6 separate regions of the Mus musculus genome follow, and all the other regions are linked to region 1. The links are chromatin contacts, called in public Hi-C and promoter capture Hi-C maps. All regions are on one chromosome and are shown on one strand. The core of a region is the stretch at or near the end of the contact, and the rest is flanking DNA. Distances in the headings are between cores, read along the strand shown.

Region 1 (3,512 bases), core at 489-2,988:
GGGCTGCAAATTCAGACACAAATCTACAGATAACCAACCCACTTTTTATAGCTCTTCCTGCACTTTTAGAGTACTAGCTAGCTGTGTGGGGGAGTCACGGAGTGCGAGTAGAGGTCAGAGGACAACTGCAGGAGTCTCTTCGGTTCTTTCTCCTTCTTCCATGTGGGTCCTGGGGAATCAAACTCCCGTCTGAGCACAGTGCCAAGGGCCCTTACTGGCTGAGTCATCTCATCAGCCCTTAGCTTTCCTTTTTGAAACTAAGAATCCTTCCTGGCTTCCATAAGGTAAAGGGAAATGCACATGCCAGATGTCCAAGGGTGTCCATGTAGAATGCCAAGACAACAAACAACCTAATAACTCCACTCCCATCTAAGGAGAGGGAAACACGACAGTCACCAACCAGCCTGACTTGGTCTGTGGCAACGCACACCCTTCAGGGAGGAGGAACTTGGCTGGGTGTCCTGCTGTCTTGGACTTTGAAGTCCACTCGAGTAACCCCGGAACTCCACCTTCCCATACGTGGCTAGTGGGCTGCGAGGACTAGTTGACCTTCTGACAGCACCATCACCCCACTGGTGTTTACGATGGTACCAAGCAATGACGGTGTCAGTCAACTCTGCGCCTAAGAAATCATCCTTCAAGTATCCAGATCGCCAATCTGGGCCAGGCAACTACCATTCCTGCCAATAAGCTCCCCTCAGTCTAGGCTGCGGCCCCTGGAAAGGAGAAACACTTAACGCCTCATCCCAATCCGGGCGTCCAACTCACTAGATGGCCCCTTTCTAGGAACCCGCTCCTTAACCTTATTAAAGCTTTGGGTGTGGCATTCTGATCAGGAGTGGGGAGGCTTCGTTTTGAAGCGGAGTTTTCCAAAGGAAACCTATATAACCAGCACTTAGATATGTGTCTATCTGGAGCAAGGGATACTGTGATTGTCCCTTCCGGTCTCTGGGACTCAGTTTCCCCATTTGCAACAGAAAATGACAAGGACAGCTGTCCTGAAGTTTGGAGGGTCAGGGAGAATCAAGGGGATGGCAGTCCACTGGGGTAAGGAGAGGAGGAACCTCGGACTACTGCGGACCTTAAAGACCCTGGTGTGTTCTCAGGGACCCGGAGGGGCGGAAGGCAGCGCGCGGGCTACTCACGGGTCTCCGCGGTCAGGCCCCCGGCCGCGGCAGTAGATGGGGTTGAGCTCGTCCTGCGGAAAGGCGTGCGCCATGTAGTTGTCATAGCCGAAGACGAACATGCCCCGCGCCAGGTCGCGCATCTGGGCACGCAGCTGCGGCGGGAAGGCGCCGCTGTAGCGCCGCTCGTACTCGTCCGGGCCGCAGCCACCGCCGCCCAGGGCATAGCCCCAGTGCGCCGGGCCGCACACGCCCGGTCCCGGCGTCGGTCCCGGCTCTGGCGGGGTCTCAAGCCGCCCCTCCGTTCCGCGCCTTGGCCGATGAAGCCAGGCCGGGCCTCCGGGCGGACCAACTGGCCCCGAGCCGTCGGGGTCCCTCAAGCGCTGGAAGCCGAAGCTGAGCGGAAACCGCTGGTAGAAGCCCATGCTGGGCCCCAGCCCGAAGACCAACCAGAGCACCGCGTGGAGGCCGAGGCGCAGCAGCACCAGCCCCAGGACAAGCGCTCGCCATTGCATGGTCGCGCGTCCGCCGCGGGCATTATTTTGAAGCGCCGGGCGCGTCCCCAGCCGACCGCCTCCCCGCGCGTCCGCCGGGAGCCCGCTCACTTCCCCTTTAAGGAACTCCCTCGTGACGCACCAGGAACTGGTCCATTGTCCCCCGCCCCGCGGACGGGACCGGCCCGCCTGGCCCCGCGTTCGCCCGCCGGCCGCCGGGGATTGGCCTCCACCGGCCCGGCCTCGAGGGGCGCGGCCGGGGACTCCCTCCGGCTCTATAGGCCGCCCGGACTGCAAGGCCCCGCCCTGCCACTGGGCCACGCCCCCTGGGCGGTTCCGAGTCTGGTCTAGCTGGCGTGGCGAGCCTAGGTCGCTCTGGCTTTTGGGGAAAGAACTTCCAGCCAATAGGAGCGCGGCACGGGAGCTCCGGGAGCCGGACACAGACATGGCCTCTGACCCGCCCTAGCCCGGGTAAATGGTGTCCCTGAACAGAAGATGGATGGGAGAAAGCCCGTCCAGGTATGGAGTAGTAGGTGTGAGAAAGGTAAGGGCCAGGGCCTTTAGGCAAAGGAAGTACTTACGAATATCTAGGAAAGGTTTTTAACTTGGTGGGAGTGGGACTCCCTGGTCCAGACCGCACGAAATGTCCAGATTTTTTGTTTTGTTATTGGAACGCCTTAACTTGGAAAAAAAAAATTCATAATACTTCTAAAATACTCCAAGATCACATCCAATCCCAACAAGGCGGGAGGGGGAACTAACACCAGATCATTTTCATCAGAACCATTTAAACATCTTTTCCTGACAGTCCTATCATCTCATCGCAGTGCTAGGCAGAGGCGACCTTGGAAATGTAGGGCAGATTGGGGGTTTAATCCCATCCAAGTGCTAATTCCTATAATTAAGGTTACTGATTTCGTTTTTTAAGGGCTGTGGCTTTCAACACTTGGAGCGCCTGTAAAAGTTTTGCCTTTCCTAAGATTATACCCTGTGTCTATCAAACTTGCAAAACATAAAAATAAAAAAGTAAAAAAAAAAAAAAAAAATAGGGGAAGTAACGAAATCAGTAATGCCTGTCACCAACCTGAAGGCAATGACAGGGAGGACTTAGGTAAATCCTGGACCATTCTCCTTCCATTTTGGGGTCAGAATTGTCCCTGCAATGTGATAGGGTACAACAGAGCAGCCAGCAACAATTTAAGTTCTTTGGGTTGGGAGAGCTTATTTTGTGAGATACAAAGGCCTGAGCAGTATACAAAAAAAAAGGGGGGAGGGGGAAGAAGTTACTGGACTGGATAAACTTGTATAAGACCAACTGATTCCAGTCCTTGACACGGAACTACTAGTTTCTGCCTCCCTGAAGCTAACACAAACTGAAAATGGACATTAAAGCTATGCTTTGTTTCCTCCATAAGCTACTTCTGTGCAAATTTTAGCTGAAATGTAGCTTGCACTCTGGTCAGCTGTCAGCCACTGATGACAGCAACTGTTCTCACATTACAGAAAAGCCCTAATTTTAAAAGACGAGTCTAATAACCATAGAAAACCAGCTAGTTTATGAAAAATGCTTTTCATGGCACAACTGACAATAAGTGCCAATAGAACAGGTTTTCAGAACGCTAGCATGTATTCCTATTTTATCTTCATTAAAAAAAAAAAACTAAAGATGAAGTATCTGTGACTGTCCCTTTAGACTAGGATTTCTCAGATTGAATGTAGCTGATGAAATTGAGACAACTCTATCTAATCAGAATATTCAGCCTTAAATATAAAAACAAATTCTAAGACAGGATCTCACTATGTAGCCCCAGTTTGTCTCCAACCTGTAATCCTCCTGCCTCCGCTCCAAATGAGATATTATGGGAAGGTTTGTGATAGGTTTTTCCAAATACAT
Region 2 (3,512 bases), core at 400-2,899, 730 kb after region 1:
CTTCCCTGATAAATGAATGTTGACATACAATAGAATAATGGCCTTGAGCCCTGGGAACTCCAGCGTTCTCACTCTCTGGTGATGAGCTTTGCTAAAGGAATCACCTTTATCTTCAGTTTTCCAGTAGCACTTAGAATTTTTTCCATGCAGTTAAATCTATAGCTGCCATAGGACAGGGGATATTTTGGAAACAAACATCACTTCCTTTTTGTCCCAAAACTGTAGGAATTTTATAAGAGGCATGATAGAGGGTATTTTATTTCATTGATTTTTTTTTTTTCCATTTTGAAATGATGCTATACGTACACCTTTCTCTCCTCCTTTCCACGGACAGTTATCCTAACACAAAAGGACTAACCTGAAGGCTAGCTATCAGGAAAAGGAAGTGTGGAGGGAGTGGGGGTGGGGGAGGTACACAAAACAACAACAGCACACCCAAAATGTCACAGGTGGAGCAGGCTGTGTGTATGTAAGTGAGGCCCGTTCTAAAGAGGCTGAGAGATCAGGCTGGAACGGCTAAATTGTCCAATGCTATGGAAGAGCTAGATATTTGCGTTTAAAATAACATTTCTTACCACATTTTATGCTTTTGTGTCTATGTGCTACAACACACACGGAGGTCATGTGTGGGAGTCTTCTGCCCTGGTCCTGGTGCTCAAACTCAGGTAGTGGTAGTTGGCAGCAAGCATCTGTACCTGCTGATCCCTTCGCTTCCTTCCTGTTGTGTGGCCTAAGATGGAGTGCAGTTCCACATCCTCTGGCCCTAAGGATCTGGGGTTGGTTCCTGGCACGTAACGTGGTTGCCCACAGCCACCTGGAACTCCAGTTCCAGAGGATCTGACATCTTCTTCTGGTACCTATGGACGCTACACATTCTCATGATCCAGACACAGGAAGGTAAAGCACTCTATACATTACACACATTACACATGGGGAGGTAAAGCACTCTATACATGACAAAATCAAGTAAGTCTGAAAAATGGATAAAGTGCACACAGTGGAAAATTCACTTTATGCAGTGCACTATACATGGGAAGAATGACTGACCCTGCAGTGGTACACAAGGAGTATGTGTGAGAGAGAAAGGGCAGCAGCTTGCCTAGGGACCTCATTTTACTCAGAAGTCTCTGGGAAAGCTCCATGCCTCCATCCCCACCCCATCACACCTAGAATGATTTCCCAGACTTGTGTGATCAGTTGATACACTGACAGGACGTTTTCAGGCCCTTCGGCCATCATCGCTAAGTTTTCCGGTTAATACCAGCTGGTACCACAAATGTCAGGTTCCTCTGACCGATGGCTTCATTTTTATTGGTTGAAACTTGCTTCTTGTAATACAAAGTCCCCCAGAACAGACCTTAGTTCCACAGAATCTGGCCTTTGGTGTTTCTCATGCTTAAAACACCATGGAAATGATTAACTCCGAGAGCCTGGGATGAAACCTTGGCAGTTAGCCAGAGCTGCTTTTTCCCACTGTTGTGTTTAGAACATTAGAGCCAGAATTTAATTAATTTTTTGATTAAGCAAAATCATTACAGATGATATTTAGGTAGGCTATGAAGTAAGAAACGCTAGATTTTGAAACTTGCCCTACTTGAGTTCTGAAAGTTCAAGGGCTTAACACCAAGGGATCGAAATGGCCAGCTTCAGATTCTGATCTGTCCCCAAATGATCATTGACCCTAAAGCCTTCATCACAAGAAGGCTGGTTCATTGGGTCTTTGGAATTTCAGAATAATTGAAGGTGAGATAAAATGGCTGTCCTGGCCTGAATCTAGGTCCTGTTTGACAAACTCTGTGCTTTATCTGCTGAGGGGAATGGAAGCTATCAGAGTGACTTCTAGCATGTCAGTTTGGCACCTCACTAAAGTGCTATTCAAAGCTCAGAATCAGCCTAGGAGAAAAATGAGACCAGCTAGTGGCTGCCAGAGGAAAAGAGGTGAGGCTGTCCTCATGTGCTGATAAAGGTTGGCCTGCATTTTGTCCATGCCTGTTGCTTGCTTTCTCAAAGGCTACAAGTCTTTTTCCTTTATGCACTTGCCAAATAAAATCTTATTTTTCTTTAAGTGACACCGGAAAATGCGTCTTGAGTCTCTTCCTTCAGTAATTGTCTTCAGCATCATGTTGAAGGAGGCCATTGCAGATATGTCCCTCTGTTCCTGTCCAATTCCCTGAGCCACCATTAGGCAGGTAACGTTGTTCCTCAAGGTAAAATATATTTAGTGATAATGCCCACCTATGGGGATTATGGACCAAGGAGAGAATGGTAAGTTCAAGTGTTTAGCGTGGTATACTTCATGGTTTTCTAGGTCCTCATTTCTCAATGGCTCAGTAGTTAAGAGCACTGACTGCTCTTCTGAAGGTCCTGAGTTCAAATCCCAGCAACCACATGGTGGCTCACAAACTTCCATAATAAAATCTGATGTCCTCTTCTGGGTTTCTGAAGACAGCTACAATGTACTTACATATAATGAATGAATGAATCTTTGGGCCTGAGCAGGACCAGAGCAGGACAGGAGTGAGAGGGGCCAGAGCGAGCAGAAAAAGTACCTGAAGACAGCTACAGTGTACTTACATATAATAAATAAATAAATCTTTAAAAAAAAAAGACAAAGCAAAGAAAGAGATAGGTACAGTCAGGTAGGACTGGTCAGCTATAGTTATATCTATAAACAAAGAGCAAACTGGACTAAGGCTACATGAACGTGTTACTCAGATGCCTATTAATTAACAAGTTATATTCCAGATCCCTGACTTGGCAAATCCCTCCTATGCCCAATGGTCTGTCTGCTGCACAAAGTGTCTATACAAAAGGAAAGTTGGATCTGGTCTTTGCCGTTGTCTGTAATTCCGAAGCTCATCCTCTTTAACCTACCTCCCAATGAAAGTGCCTCTTATGGGGCTGGCCTTGTAATTCCCTGGCAGAGTGCTTACCGGGCATGTCCAAGGCCCTTAGTTTGATCCTCAGCATCTCAATTAAAGGAGAAGTTACTTAGGAGCATAGCAATTTAGCAAAGAGCAGGAAAGCAGGGGCAGCATCTTGGTTGGTGAGATCTTGGCCAGCCGGTGAACTGTTCTCTGAGCTGATTTGAGTTTGGTTTAGTTCAGCCTCATGATTTAAATGTATCCTTTTTGCTGTGATTACAGGTCCAGGATCTCCGTTCTAACTTCATCAGCTCCCACATTTAAAGGTTAAGATGTTGTTCAAGGGGACAATTAGGGTTTGGGAGAAAGGACTCACAGGGTACAGGGCTTTCCTAGCTCAGCAGTTCATGTGTTATGGTTTGGGGCTCTGAGCTTCTCCAGCATCATCAGGGTCAGTGAGTCAGCAGTATTTTCAACATTACTAGTAGTAGTAGTAGTAGTAGTAGTAGTCCCCTCCTCTTCCTCTTCCTCCTTCTTCATTCCTAGTATCACATGAGTGTACTATAGAATTTTCAAGAGACTTCATGGTATATAGCTTCTTTTGAGTTCTCTGTCTTTTTTAGGAGTGAGAACTTTGAGAGTGAATTC
Region 3 (3,512 bases), core at 403-2,902, 680 kb after region 1:
CACACACACAGCCACACACACACACACACACACACACACACACACACACAGACTCACAGACTCACATACAGAGACGGAGAGACAGAATTAGAGACACAGAGACAGAGACAGATCAGTATGAGATATGCACTCTCTGTAGATGTTTATTTTATTACCTTTATTGTGGTTCTTGGGATTGAACCTAGGACCACACTAGCACTAAGCTACACAAAACCCTGCTCTGCCCTTCCATTGCTTGGCATTAGTGTTTGACAAAGAGGCCAGCAGGTATCTGCAGAACTTAACCTAAAGACATTGCCCCCCAGTTACCAAGATAAAACTGTTACAGTTACCAGCAGCTCTGAAGGAACCCGTTCTTAAAGTAGACTTAATCAAGGATGGGGAAGGCTTCAGATGGTCACATCTATGTTAGGTGTCTTTAAGTTTAGTTGATGCCTACAAAAATGACCTCGAATTGACCTGAACTGTCCTTTATATTGTCTTAGTTAGGGTTTCCATTGCTGTGATGAGACACTATGACAAAGGCAGCTCTTATAAAGGATAAAATTTAATTGTAGCTGGCTTACAGTTTCATTGCAGTTTCTAACAGTCCATTATTATCATGGTGGGAAGTGTGGCAGCATCCAGGCAGAAATGGTACCATGGAGTGAAGAATTCTACATCTTGATCCAAAGGCAGCTGGGAAGAGACTATGTTCCACACTGGGTGAAGCCTGTCTATAGGAGACCTCAGTGTCCACCTACACAGTGACATACTTCCTTCATCATCGTCACACCTCCTCCAATAAGGCCATACTTCTTAATAGCGCTATTCCTTATGGCCTGGAATTCAAACACATGAATCTGTGGGGGTCGTACTTATACAAACCACCACAGTTGTCACCGTGCTCTCGGAAGTCGAGGACAAGAATCTAACTTACTGGGTTGTTCTCATTTTTAAGACAAGGTCAGGCTAGCACCGGACACCTGAGACTCTGAGTGTTGCACACTGTGAACCTAGGGAGATGGAGGGATGTTTTGCCATTCTACCGTTCCACCATCACTAATTCATTTTGGTTTTAATGCTTAGCAGCTCTTAGCATTTCAAGAAGGATTTGGCTTGTCCACTTGTTTTCATGTGAGGTTCCTGGGAGGAAGCTTGGTTAGTGTGATTCATGTGACCTTGAACAGTGAGAATTCCATTTCCCACACTGCCCTGCTCACATATAATACGTTAGTAACTAAGAGGGTGCTACCTTCCAGATTCTACTTCAGATATTCTCTTATTTAAAGGGGGAGGGCGAACCTTTGATGGGCACTGTTACTTCCCTGTTGAGGACTAACAGCCCAGGAAGGTTAACATGGTACCTCCCATGTCCCGTCTAGAAACCTGGAGATGGATCCCTTCTCTAGAATGTGTTTCAGTTTCTTATTCCCCTGGCCTCGTAGTGTCTTCCACTTCCTCCCTGCAGCCTACTCATTTCTTCTCTTTCTCTTTCCTTCCAACTTAGTCCAGGGGCTCTTTCTGTTCCAGACATGTTTTATAGCTTATGCCGTGGCCTCCCCTCCCTCTTGTTTCTTATATTTGGATCACAGATCCTATTCCAGGGCATGCGTAGATCCTCCCACTGGAGTTTGTACCTTGGAATTTGTGTGGCCTTTCCTGCCCTCATACTTTCTCTGTCCCATTCTGCTTTGTAGAGCTGTATTGAAAGAGAACGAGTGAGTGTGAGTGTCTGATGTGGCCCCAGCTGGCCTCAGACTCACCATGTAGCCCAGGCTAGTCTTGATCCTCCTGCCTCCACCTCCCAGATGGTGGGATTGCCTGTGTGCCTGTCAGGCCCAGCTCTTTAGAGCTGAATTTAGTTTCAGGCATTCTCCTTTTGCTTCCTTCATTAAACTCTTTCTGAACTCATTTGCCACGGAGCCCCTCCCTGCCCGTACTGGCCGCACATGGCATTTCTGAATGAGCCAAGGCTGTTTCCATAGTGAACGCTCATTATGGAAGCAGCATGGTGGGGTTTGACTTCCCAGCTCATCTCCATGAACTGCCTTTCAGTGTGGCTTCCTAACTTGGATTAAAATGCACTGAATTGCCCAACTGACAGATGCTTCTGTATTCATGGGTAGATGTAAAACCATCTGAAGCCATTTAGACATGAATGTTAGTTTATTCATTCTTACAGTCTTACTTCTTCAGTATGGAAAAGCATGAATTATGAAAAGAGAAAAAAATATCTCCGAAGATAATGGCCTTTTTCATCACAAACATATTTTTTTTAAAAAAATGTCTATTGAGAAGAAGGCTAAAATAATTTTTCCCCAAAGGTTTTTTTGTTTTGTTTTGCTTTTATATTTTGACTTTGTCTTTTTTCGATATCTCCCTGTTCCCTGCCTATTGTGGGGACAAAACCTCGGACCTCACCTTACACACTTTTCCACTGAGCTAAACCCCTAATCCTGATGGGGAAAATCTTTAAGTCATGAAACTGGCCAGTGACCTGAATTCACTATTGTTCAGTGTGTTTTCTCCTCCTGCCCTCTGTCTTACATAAACTGCACCTTGCTTCCATGCCTGTGGGTGTTATCCTGTACTGTCTGACCTGCCTTTGAATTGGGCCGTGATTCCTTGATGGATGTATAATTTACTGCAGACTGCTGCATTCCGGAGACCTGCTGTTAGAAACACATGGGTTAATGAGCTGACATTTTCCTTATTTAATGACAGTGACTGCAGATTAAAGAGAAAATGGTCAACTGGATGGAGCTTGTGGAGGAGGCAGAGTTAGTGTGGAATCTATGGCGCTAAAAGACACTATTTGCCTGGAAAAGCTGCTTTCCAGTGACAAGACGTTGATACTAGGAGGACATTTCTGTTAATGATCTTGAAGCCTAAATACTGTTTGTCTGTATACCCCCACATACTCATACATACATGCACACACACACACACACACACACACACACACACACACACGCACGCACGTATTCTTACACGCACCTCTCTCCCATATTAGTCAAGCCTTGGTACTTATAGTTAGTGTTAGTTACTATTGTTTCCTGTTAAAAATAACCTCACCAGTTCCAGCCCATTTAATACACTCTCTTAGGTTTATAAACTCCCTCTGAATGCTTAAAGTAAAACAAAACAGAGGGGGCCGAGATTTTTATATTTATTTTTCCAGACTGGTGTTTGGTAGGTGGTTATGAAAATTGGCATTCCTATTATGAAATAAATGATCTTGATTCGTTGATGTACCAGAGAGATTTTTTATAGCACTATAGATTTTAATAGTGAATAATTAATTGGTCAATGTTGTTTTCTTTATTTTTAGGTTGATGCCTTTCCTCCCAATGGCTATGGCTTATACAACATAGTGGGGAATGTGTGGGAGTGGACCTCAGACTGGTGGACTGTTCACCATTCTGTTGAGGAAACGTTCAACCCAGTGAGTATCTTGTAGAATAGGCTTGTATCTTGATGGGTGACCCTTGTCCTCTGAGCAGACAGCAGCAAGGGTTTCATGCATCCGT
Region 4 (3,512 bases), core at 512-3,011, 660 kb after region 1:
CTTGTATGTTGTTTGGTTGATGGTTCAGTCTTTGGGAACCCCCAATGGTCAGGTTAGTTGACTCTGTTGATCTTCTTGTAGAGTTCGTATCCTTCTGGGTCCCTCAGTCCTTTCCTCAACTTTTCCATAATACTTTCTGAGCTTTGTCAAATGTTGGGCTGTGGGTCTCTGCATCTGTTTCAGTCAGTTGCTGGGTGGAGCTTCTAAGGGGACATTTATGCTAGGCTCCTGTCTGCAAACATAACAGAGTATCACTAGTCGTGTCAGGGATTGGTTCTTGTCCATGGGATGGATTTTAAGTAGGGCCATTTCCTCAGTCTCTACAACATCTTTGTCTCTGCACTTCTTGAAGGCAGGACAAATTTTGTTTCAAAGGTTTTAGGGCAAATTTGTACAACCACTCTGAAAATCAGTTTTGTGGTTTCTCAGAAAATTGGGAATAGTTCTCCCTCACAACCCAGCTATACTCCTCATAGGTAAATACCCAAAAGATGCTCCACAGTACCCTGAGGACACTGACTCCACTATGTTCATAGCAGCTCTATTTATAACAGCCAGAAACTGAAACAACCCAGATGTCCCTCACCCGAAGGGATTGAGAAGAAAATGTGGTTGATTTACACAATAGAATACTACTCAGCTGTTAAAACAAAGACATCATGAAGTTTGTGGACAAATGGATGGAACTAGAAACTATCATCCTGCGTGAGGTAATCTAGATCCAAAAGGACATGTGTGGTGTGTACTCACTAATACGTGGATATTAACCATAAAGTACAGAATACCTAGGATATAATCCACAGATTCAAAGAAGCTAAATAACAAGGAAGGCCCAAGGGAACATGCTTGAATTTCACTCAGAATGGGAAATAAATTGTCATTGGATGGAGGGAGGAAGGGAACTGGATGGGAGAGGAAGAGGAGGGGAACTGGTGGGGGTGAGATATAGGGAGAGCAGGGGTGGAATGCAGGGCTGGGGACTTTAGATAAAAATCGGCTTGGGGAAGCACCATCTCTAGGAAGTACTAGACACTTGGGATGGGGGTAGTTCCAGGGAGTCTGTGAGGGTGACTCTAGCTGAGGCTCCTTGTAGTGGGGGACATGGAGCCTTAAGTGGCCACCTTCTGTAGCTAGGCAGGGCTTCCAGTGAAGGGATAAGGACATCAACTCACAAAACACTCCACCCAAAATTTTTCGTTGCTTTTACTGTGTGTGTGTGTGTGTGTGTGTTTTGTGCCTTTACTGCCCTCTTGGAGCCTTTAATTTGTAAACTTTTGTGGGTGGAGGTCAAACCTAGAGTCTTATACATGATAAGCAAACACTATATCACAGAGGTCTACGTTCTATGTGTATTACTTGTTCCTTGAATTACCCCTGTCTTTCTTTTCCCTTAAGTTAAAAATTGTATTCATTTTGTCTCTTGAGTTTCTGAAATAAAAGTAATATTGATAAAATGATTTTTTCCTTTAATTTCCACTTCTTTATTGACTTTGGCACATATGTGTATTTTTTGAGAACACTTTTGCCTATAATTTTATGACTACTTCATTTTGCAACAGCATGTTGTGGGTGTGTACACGTGTGCATGTGTGTATGTGTGTGGCACACTATTATTCTCCATTATTATCCCATGTTTAGATGTGGTTGTACCAGAAGGTTAGTTTCAATATGGTAATGTGGAGAAGTGGTAGAGTTTAAGTAGACTATTGAGACGCACTTTCACTTTCAATATGAGGAGGTAATTAGGTCACTGGGGAGACAGCCTACCGACGGGATTGATGACCTTATAAGCCTTGTTATAAAAGGGCAAGCCTGGGCTGGAGAGACGGCCCACTCAGTAAGCTGCTTGTCTGAGAACATGAAGATGTGAATTTGATCCCCAGATCCCATGTGAAAAAGCTGGCTTCAGTAGTTCATGACTATAACTTTAGAACTTGGGAGACAGGCAGCAGGATTCTTGGTGCTTGGCCTGCCTGTCTAACTTGGTGAGCTCCAGGCCACTTAGAAATTCTATCTGAAGAAAGACATTAAGCGAATGGGGAAGACACCTGACCTCTGGCCTCTAGAACTACATCCATGAATGGAATCATTAGCTATGGACTCATCCTCTTTTTTTTCCCCTCATTTGTGATGATAGGGAATGAGCTTTTTATATGGTAGACACTGAACTGCACTCCCAACCCAAACTAGTTTTCTTTAAACATTACCCAGCAGCTCATATTTTGTTGTAACACCGGGAAAACAACGGGCGCCATCTCTGTTGCTCACTATGAACGTTTGGTGAGTTTTAGAAGGAGGTGTGTCTAGAGCAGCTTTGTAGCTCTGCTCAGATCCTTCCTGCCCTGTCTCCCTCCTGTTACTCTGCTTTGGTGAGGTGGTTTCTGGTTGGTTTGAGATTCTGTGCTGGAAGGGAACCATGGTGGGTCAGTGTCAAGAGTTTGTGGGACAAGAGTCCTGGAAAGTCGGCGTGTGAAAGAGTAATTCATTGGACCCTTGCTGGTGAGGGAACTGATCTTAGGAGCAGCTCAGGTAGAGGGGCTGCTGTGACCACCTGCTGTGACTACCCACCATCATTTCTGTGGTCAGGTATTAGCGAGCTTCCTCTGGGAGGTCCGTGGACACCATCCTTCTCGCTTGTTCCAGGGCTCCTTGTGTGGTAGGAGTTCTCTGGCTTCTTGTATCTTCTGTGCTGCTTGTCTTTGTTGTCATGCGGGCTCCTGTAGGCATTTCATAAATGTTTACCTTACTAGGGTTCATCCCAGAAGGTGGGGCGAATGCACCAGAGGGTTATTTGTTTGTTTTTGTTTTGAGATAGGCTCTCTCTGTGTAGCTCTGCCTGTCTGGAACTCACTCTGTAGGCCAGGCTGGCTTCAAACTCAGAGACGCACCTGGCTCGGCCTTCCAAATGCTGGGATTAAAAGTGTACACCCTCCTGCCCCACTTTGCATTGTGTTATTTACTCCTGTGTCTCTAGTACAGTGACGGTCACTCAGTAGGTGGTTATTATGTATCTGGCAGAATGAAAGCTTATCATTCAGGTGTTGGATTAGAACATTTAGTTCTTGGAAGGGCAGAGCTCAGACCTGGTATGACCTGTTTATCTCTCAGGCTGCAAAGACAGCTCTTCTTTGGTTTGAGATGCTGGTTTGGTGATCCGGGTTGAGGCGGGTTCAGAGCTCCAGAGTTATTTGGAAAGGGAAGTCTAGGGCTAGATGACTGGATAAGATAAAGTACTTCTGTCATTTGTGCTGGATTGAAAAGAGTAGTTGTTTGCTTGACTCAGGAGTCAGTGTGTGGCATGAGCTCAGGAAGACAACTGTGATAACCCTGGAAGGGGAGAGCGCAGTGTCATAGGATAGCAGTTGCTTTCCTCCAACCTGGCTAAGGCTCCTGATAGGATGGGGGTGCAGGAGGTAAGTGGGCGAGCACAGAGCCTGTGTACAGTGCACTTGCATTTATTTTCAAGGCCTAGGTCTTTTAAGGCTCAACGTGGATCAAGGAAAAGAATGAGT
Region 5 (3,512 bases), core at 498-2,997, 640 kb after region 1:
ATCATCACTAAACTTCATTATAAGTTAGGTATGGTTGCATAGGCTGTTACAGACACAGCTCCCTGTAGGCTGAGGCAGTAGGTTCAGGAGTTCAAAGCTAGCCTGAACTATGTAGCAGAACATAGTCAAAACAAAAACAAACAGCAAAACCCAATAGAATCTTCAAAATGGATCAGAATATTAGGAGAACTTGGATTTCCTGGCTTCCAGTTTAGGTCCAAGTTCAGTGAAAGACAGTGTCTGCTTAACAGAGTCATAGATCAGGATGCCTGTTGTCCTCTGGCCTTGGCACACACCTGCCCCGGCCCCCTTTTATGCTGTGTCCAGTTTCCAATAGATTCTGATGAAGTGTTGCATTTTAAAATATTATTTATTTATTTTTATTTTATGTGCACTGGTGTTTTGCCTGCATGTATATCAATGTGAAGGTGTTAGGTCTTGGAATTACAGTTGTGAGCTGCCTGGTGGATGGTAGGAATTGAACTCTGGTCCTCTGGAAGAGCAGTCACTCCTCTTCCATGGCTAAAACCATCTCTCTTAGCAAGTGTTGTCTTTCCAGTAAGTTACCAGGTGATGCTCTTACTGTTGCTATGGTCCAGGTTTGGCTTTGGACCCGGGACAAGGGACTGAGGTGCATATTTTACAATCAAAGCAGACCTGGCCTCCAGGTTAATCCAGCATACTTAGGTTCCTACTGGGCATACCCTGTCCCCAAGTAGGCCCCTGGCTGCCTGCTCTTCCCTATATAATCCAGACATTTGTTCCTCTCTCTCTCTCTCTACCCCTCTCTCTCTCCCTCTCTCCCCTTCCTCTCCCCTTTCACCTCCTCCTCCTCCTCTTCCTCCTCTTGAAAGAACATAGGTGGGGGTTGGAGATAGGGAGGCGCCAGGCCAGTCCGGACATTCTTGTATGTCTTCCCTATCTTTATGGCTAGTTGGTTCCTGGGATGACTTTACAGCCTTTGTTCTTTGTCTTAGGCCCAAAAAGCCCTCCTAACTAGCAAGCCGCATGAGTCATGGACCTTGAATTTTAATTTTCTTTCACTTTCTCTCTCTGCCCTGTGTGCCCTTTCTCTCTTTCTCCCCACCCCCCACCTTGGTGATGTTTCTGGCCTTGGTCCTTGGGGGCCAGTGAACTCACTCAAGAGCAGCTTCCCAATAAACCTATCTTCAATATATTCTAATTTGGCATTTATTGGTCTATTTTACCAGTGGAGAAATAACCTATCAGTCCAAACTTTGCGAAGTGTTATTTTATACAATCTCATAGTCTAGATTTACCTAACTCTACTCACTGGTCTTTTTCACTATGCTCACTTTCCTAAGTCCAATTTCTGAATTGCTTATAGAGCTCAAAATTCAGGGTTTCTGGTTAGATACCTTGGAGTTAGATTTTGGTTTTGACATGTTTGATACGTGATTTGAGCAGACCACTTAATTGTCCTGTCAACACAATGTAGCAGCATCACGAGAACTAAGTACTTAAAAAAAAAAATGAGTGTTTATGTAGTAAGGTAGTGGTGCTCAGCAAATGCTGAATAAATTCAACTAGCTTTCAACCACGAAACTAGAGAGGGGCACATTGTCTGCGGAAGGCCTTGAATATCATAGAGCTTTGTTGTGGTTTGCATGCTTTTAACATTAGCAGGCAAACTCTGGCTAACTACCTGGAAGCAGTCTCAGGCTATTATTTATTACCTATGTCAGCCAAAGCCGCTGCTTTAAGCACCACAGGTCACGTGATCTCCATGGGTCACATGACTCCGGGAACAACATGGCTGCGCCCGCGCGAGAGCCGGCTCTCCGCTGCTGCATCAGACTGGCGCGAGTCTTCTTGCTGCTGGTGTTGGCGTGCGAGGTGGCGGGAAGCGATGAGGCCGAGGCCAGGGAAGGTGCGGCGTCCCTTGCGGGCTCGTGCGGCTGCGGAACGCCCCAGAGGGCCGGGGCCCATGGCAGCTCGGCGGCGGCGCAGCGCTACTCCCGGGAGGCGAACGCCCCGGGCCTGACCTCAGGCCCGCGACCGCTCGCGCTCACCAAGGTGCGCCTTCCATTCCTGGGGCGTGTGGGTGTCGTTGGCTACGGCATGAGGCCTCGCTGGGCCAGAAGAGGGGGGATTCGGAACTCCTGGAAAGGGTCGAACCACATCCCAAGTCTCTCAGCTACAGATCTCATTTGACAGATGTCCTCCCCCCTGCCCCCCCCCCCCCCACTGGGAGATGGGCAGGGGTTTGTGGCTGTGTTTATCACTAAAACTTAAGAGAGCTTAGCTTGAAGAGTGCTGTCCATTCTTTCTTACCTCTTCTTGCCCACTTCCCCCTTCCTCCACTCCGCCCTCCTGCTGCAGAGCTCCAGGAAAAGTCTGATGGATTCGGGTTTAAGTTCTAGTTTTAGTACCTGTGGAGCCTGAGTCTCCAACACTGCCTTAAACTCACTGTGCTCGCAGACTTGTATTTATTCTGTAGTGCTTAGCACTCCGACTGCAAAGAAGTATGGAGCCGAGTGTACTTTATTGCTTTTATTTATGTCTTTGTGTAGTGCATAGGTGTGTTAGATGTTAGTATGTACGGATGAAAACAGTGAATATAGAAATGGACCTTCATTCTACTTGCTAGCTTTAGGGAATTCACCCCAGGCCCTCTGAATAACACTTTTCTTTTGTACTCCTATCCAGTCTATCCTTGTTTCCCAGGTCTCTTTTCTTTCCTCTATGTTAATTGGCACTTAAGTTCAGGAGTTGGTGAGGGGTAACATCTCCTGTGGGTCTTCCCTCCCTTTCAATATTTCCATAGATTGACTCAGTGGTAGGTAGCAGTGCGACAACTAAAGATGCTTGTCTATAAATCCCCACAGCATTTTTTGGAGGGCAGTTGCCCAGTGGCCACTTGTCTATTTTGCTTACTGCAGTGCAGTGTTGTTTTTCTGTTACCTACTTGATGATGGAAAGAGTTTTAGATCTGATTTATTCTCTATGGATTTGCCCCCCTCCTCCCATCCCAGTGCCTAACCTATTTTAGACATTCTGTAATATCTCTTGAGTGATGTTTGTTTGTTTATTTATTTATTGGTAGCTACACTATTGAGAGGCTATTTTGGGGGTGAAGGTTATCGGGCACTTTTCAAAGAAAGCCTTTGTAAATATATACTTCTACTGTGTACCCAGAGAATCCTGTGCAGTCCATCGTCTTCTGGGTCATAGGTGAGGCAACTGAAGCTTCATGAGTCAAACATTAGTGCTGGAAATTTGGATCGTATTCCACCTATGAGGAATGTCTGTATACTGTGGCTGGACCAAGTTTTGTGTAGCTATTATAGCTGTTGGCATACAGATTTCTTTTGCCTGAGCCTTTTGTGTTAAGTTCAATCAGTAGAAAGTAGGCAATGGAAAAAGAGCCCTGCAAAATAATTTTATATGAGTTTATTTTAGTTTTATGCACAAAAAAATCATACAGTAGCAAATGGAATCAGGATAGCTTCAAATGAGAGGGAGAGATTTATGGATTCTCTATACTTGGG
Region 6 (3,512 bases), core at 343-2,842, 520 kb after region 1:
ACAGGTGATTGGTCGGTTTCATGTTGTTCCCTCAGCATCAGGCAGCCTTGTTCCTGACACATCTTGAGTGCGGCTTTGAATCTTCTCAAGTTGGCTTGCTATTTTCTCATCAGCAGACAGAAATACATGAACCAGATAGGAGTGAATGGAGAATTCATCTGCCCAAACACCTGCCAGAGCAGGCAAGCAGGCACGCAGGCAAGCAGGCACACAGGCACGCACACACAATCGTGCAGGTGGGTCACTCCAGTGTGCCCCCCCCCTGGCTTGGGTGGGTGGGTAATACATCCTGACAGCATGGAGCTCAGGGTAATTGTGGTATTGAACACGTGCAGTCTTCCCTTCTACATCTCTCTCCCTCTACCCTAGCAAGCTGCCAGATGTCACTCCTTTGCCAGACAGTGAACTGCTGGGGATTTGGGAAAAGAGGGAAGTCATTTTGGACAGGCAGAGCTGGAAGAGAGAAATGTAGGCATGCTTTAAAAAAAGAGGGGTGACCGGGGGTAGGGGGTGTGGGGGGTAGGCTTCACCAACAAGTTCTAGAAAACGAAAGTGACTTCAAAGCTTGCCCAATCCTCACCACCATGGAGAGGCAGGCCATGAAAGATGGGAGGGAAAAACCGGTCTCAGGGTAGCTAGGCAGCCGCCTCAAACCATTACCAAATTCAACTTCCCTTTTTAAAAATAAATAAAAGTTTTTTAGAGAAATGTTCCTGTCTGAGCCAGGAGCAAGGACTACTCCATTAACTCCACCCTCATCTTCAGCTCCACCTTTCATCCAGAAACATCTAACTTGCATTCAACACACTACAAACTTCCTTTTTAGGCTAAAGCACAAACTAACCATGGCCTGAAAGATAAACCACACCTTCTTGTCACTCTTGTGTTCAGTCTAATTATTTTTAAAGTGCTGCTGCTCGGCTTGCCCAGGTCGGGAGGCTAGATCCCACCAGGAAGAGGAGCAGGAAGGGGAGGGGCAGCCGCCTGAGTGGGAACCACTAAGATGACTGTTTCTTTATGACACCGGAAGCCGTACTTCAGAAGATAACTGAGGACATGGATCTGACTGAAATCAATGTCATCTATCCTGTGGTAGATAAAGCCCTCCAAGAAGCAGAGCCAGAGAGAATAACGAGGGGAAAGGCAATCTAGGCAGCAGGATCCTGGGAAATGAGAAGGACCAGCCCACTTGGGGCTCGGAAGAAAGGAAAAACAAACAAACAAACAACAGAAACCAAACAAACAAACAACAACAGAAACCAAACAAACAAAACACCGGAACACTCTGGAGTCCCTGGTTTCAAAAGGAAGTTTATTCTTAACTATACACCTATTGTTAAACATCTCATTAGCCTGAGGTCCAAACATCACCTGCCCTGGAACCAGTGAGAATCCATTAGGATCCCCATTAGAACCAGGAACCCCAAGCTTCCAGCAAGCTCTAGTTCTCCTCAGGAGATGGTGGAGGGCAATAGTGCTTGAAACAGTGAAAAGGCCCTTTCCAGGAATAACGAACTCCACAGCTGACCATATAAGGCAAATGAAAGCAAAAGGCCAGGGAGGCTCTTCCTCGGAGCAGCCGGATAAGGGACAGGGACACACACCCCAACTCGAGCCTGGACTGTCTGGATTGTGGACAGGAAGAGAAAATGCTAAGAGCTACAAAAGCGAAAACACGGAGGGAGCCAAAGGAGAAGCCGGGGTGCGCTGTTTCCAGCCGGGGAACAGGCTTGGCCTGGGAACCTTCAGACACTGTGCGCTGCTGTGCACAGACCCTGTGAAACTGTGCAAACGGGCAGAGTCTGGCACTAGAATTCAAAAGTAACTGCTTTTTTTCAAATCCCCAAGTACAGACTCATAGTCTACAGCTTCTATAGGACCTCGGTGTTACATATGAACCTACACAATCAATTTCCATCTTTCAAATAAAAACATTTACAAGGCTGATTTCATCTAAGTGTTTATTTCACTGTTTTTTTCTTTTTTCTTCCAAACTAAGTCCAAAGTTCATGTTTTAGGAACTCTCCTTATAGAAGAAACAACTCGGTTCTTTAAACTATATTTTCCTCCTCCCTTATGCCAAGAGTCCTTTATATGCTGAGAAAATTTACAATAAATAGCAGAGGGGATGATTGCTATTGTTATAATAAAGGTTGGCTGTGGGGGAGGAAAACAAAACTCTCTAATACAGGGTTCAAGCTTAGATTCTGCCACTGTCTCCTGTGGGTTTTTAGAAATGTCACCAAGCCAGAGTGTGGGCATATGACAAGAGAAGACAGAAGCACCCAGACAGATGGGAAGAGAGCACATTCCATAGATTTTTCCAGAAAAACCTAGCCCTGCTTTTCCTCTCCTTGAGCCATGTAGATTTCTAAAAGCAAAGCGGCTCACTGGAAACTGTAACAAACCATTAACAAACCATCAGTCGGGAAGAGAGGTTTGTAAAGGGTTAAGTGCTCAGAAAACAGTCTGTCACCTAGTTAACAGTGTCTGCCTTCCAGGACCAGAGTCCGGCCTATCCACTTCCTTTCTGTGCAATGCCCTCTCTCACTCATTCTCCGGCATTAGTTATGTTTCGGGAGTCTGGAAAGAATCTTGCCAACCTCAGCAGTGTAGGAAGATGCTCAAGGCTATCTGCATCTTGACCCTGACCGAAGGCAGAAGCAGCAAGATATACAGGCTGGTGGGAGAGGAGAAAGTGGCCATCTATCTCCTAAATAGACTCAAAACTGGGTCAGCTGGCTCACCCTGGACACACTGAGGGAGGTAGGAGGTGTCTCACTCTCAGCGGAAACCCAGCCCTCAGGCTGTAAACTACCCAGCTACTTCTCTGGCGCGTTCCAACGTTGCTACATCAGAAAGCTCATTACGGGGATGGAAGGGGTACTTGACAAAAGCAAAGAGGTGTCCAATCTCTAGGTTCGGAGATTGATATCTAAGGTTAGTTGTGTGACTGCATGGAGCACACTTGATCTGACTTGACAGCTCAGTATTTGTCAATGCATTAAGGCCAGGATTGGATCTTTTGAGGCCTGGCATAGAGCATAAGTTTAAGGGACACTGTCAGAATTAGGAAATGAACAGAGCCCTTTAAAAGCTCCTATGATCCTGATGTTCAGTGACTCTAACCTGTGCTCTACTTATAAACATCTAGCTCCTATCCTACTTTTCAAAAAGGGGGAACAACAATAACAAAAATAAAACCTTTAAAACCCAAGACTCAAGTAGATTTCTTTTAGATAATAAAAAATAGCGGAAAGAGAATCTGATAGCAGCTTCTGTTGACGAGATGGCATTTCTAGTCCACAGGGAGCAGTGTAGGTCCCTCCAACCCAGCAAAGCCTTGCAATGACCTAGCAGATACAGTTCTAGGGCACGATTTCTGACCTGTAAGATTAACTTATATCCAGGACAGAAAACAACATGGTTCCCCCCACCACCACCACCACCACCACAGTCATTTTTGCATCGCAAATGATTTCTGAGCATTGGCTTATTTTTAGCACTTCATA

The links. Promoter capture Hi-C pulls out the DNA fragments that hold promoters and counts their contacts. Hi-C and Micro-C count contacts between places; a contact is called where the count stands out from the background.
Region 2: a promoter capture Hi-C map of liver shows a contact between it and region 1, with 2.8 times the contacts expected there. The contact joins the enhancer-like site here to the promoter of Edem1 in region 1. A contact is called at or near these places in 5 of 39 promoter capture datasets (3T3-L1-derived adipocytes, hematopoietic stem and progenitor cells, liver and 1 more), 3 of 115 datasets of contacts at active chromatin or transcription factors (acute myeloid leukemia, double positive thymocytes and large pre-B cells) and 2 of 9 other capture datasets (adipose tissue and liver).
Region 3: a promoter capture Hi-C map of liver shows a contact between it and region 1. The contact joins the enhancer-like site here to the promoter of Edem1 in region 1. A contact is called at or near these places in 4 of 39 promoter capture datasets (the C10 cell line, liver and pre-B cells) and 2 of 115 datasets of contacts at active chromatin or transcription factors (bone marrow-derived dendritic cells and thymic regulatory T cells).
Region 4: a contact with region 1 is called in a Hi-C map of regulatory T cells, with 2.2 times the contacts expected there. The contact joins the enhancer-like site here to the promoter of Edem1 in region 1. A contact is called at or near these places in 2 of 39 promoter capture datasets (the C10 cell line and pre-B cells), 3 of 484 Hi-C or Micro-C datasets (CD4 T cells and regulatory T cells) and 3 of 115 datasets of contacts at active chromatin or transcription factors (memory CD8 T cells, pro-B cells and thymic regulatory T cells).
Region 5: a promoter capture Hi-C map of pre-B cells shows a contact between it and region 1. The contact joins the promoter of Sumf1 here to the promoter of Edem1 in region 1. A contact is called at or near these places in 7 of 39 promoter capture datasets (the C10 cell line, the HPC-7 cell line, hematopoietic stem and progenitor cells and 3 more), 4 of 484 Hi-C or Micro-C datasets (B cells, CD4 T cells, pre-B cells and 1 more), 3 of 115 datasets of contacts at active chromatin or transcription factors (bone marrow-derived macrophages, memory CD8 T cells and pro-B cells) and 2 of 9 other capture datasets (liver and macrophages).
Region 6: a contact with region 1 is called in a promoter capture Hi-C map of hematopoietic stem and progenitor cells. The contact joins the enhancer-like site here to the promoter of Edem1 in region 1. A contact is called at or near these places in 3 of 39 promoter capture datasets (hematopoietic stem and progenitor cells, liver and neutrophils), 1 of 484 Hi-C or Micro-C datasets (granulocyte-monocyte progenitors), 3 of 115 datasets of contacts at active chromatin or transcription factors (bone marrow-derived macrophages, effector CD8 T cells and memory CD8 T cells) and 1 of 9 other capture datasets (liver).

Annotation. Positions count from the first base shown.
Region 1 is chr6:108,826,867-108,830,378 of GRCm38.p6, reverse strand. It overlaps Edem1 (ER degradation enhancer, mannosidase alpha-like 1), which reads right to left and starts at 1,738. Exons shown (of 12, transcript NM_138677.2): 1 at 1,146-1,738. The coding sequence starts at 1,639. Gm35417 (a long non-coding RNA gene) reads left to right here and starts at 2,103. Exons shown (of 2, transcript XR_377956.4): 1 at 2,103-2,162.
Region 2 is chr6:108,100,513-108,104,024 of GRCm38.p6, reverse strand. No RefSeq gene overlaps it. Among named protein-coding and RNA genes, the nearest start is that of Setmar, 37 kb to the right of the region's middle. Within about 2 kb of position 1,649, at least 7 of the 459 cell types and tissues checked have an H3K27ac peak or open chromatin away from gene starts, as enhancers often do. A contact at or near this core is called in liver, where this site is marked.
Region 3 is chr6:108,144,506-108,148,017 of GRCm38.p6, reverse strand. Sumf1 (sulfatase modifying factor 1) reads left to right here. Exons shown (of 9, transcript NM_145937.3): 7 at 3,314-3,427. Among named protein-coding and RNA genes, the nearest start is that of Sumf1, 39 kb to the left of the region's middle. Within about 2 kb of position 1,652, at least 43 of the 459 cell types and tissues checked have an H3K27ac peak or open chromatin away from gene starts, as enhancers often do. A contact at or near this core is called in liver, where this site is marked.
Region 4 is chr6:108,163,335-108,166,846 of GRCm38.p6, reverse strand. All of the region lies in intron 3 of Sumf1 (sulfatase modifying factor 1), which reads left to right. Among named protein-coding and RNA genes, the nearest start is that of Sumf1, 20 kb to the left of the region's middle. Within about 2 kb of position 1,761, at least 43 of the 459 cell types and tissues checked have an H3K27ac peak or open chromatin away from gene starts, as enhancers often do. A contact at or near this core is called in memory CD8 T cells, pro-B cells, regulatory T cells and 1 more, where this site is marked.
Region 5 is chr6:108,183,818-108,187,329 of GRCm38.p6, reverse strand. It overlaps Sumf1 (sulfatase modifying factor 1), which reads left to right and starts at 1,747. Exons shown (of 9, transcript NM_145937.3): 1 at 1,747-2,037. The coding sequence starts at 1,774.
Region 6 is chr6:108,304,586-108,308,097 of GRCm38.p6, reverse strand. All of the region lies in intron 4 of Itpr1 (inositol 1,4,5-trisphosphate receptor 1), which reads right to left. Among named protein-coding and RNA genes, the nearest start is that of Itpr1, 93 kb to the right of the region's middle. Within about 2 kb of position 1,592, at least 214 of the 459 cell types and tissues checked have an H3K27ac peak or open chromatin away from gene starts, as enhancers often do. A contact at or near this core is called in bone marrow-derived macrophages, effector CD8 T cells, granulocyte-monocyte progenitors and 4 more, where this site is marked.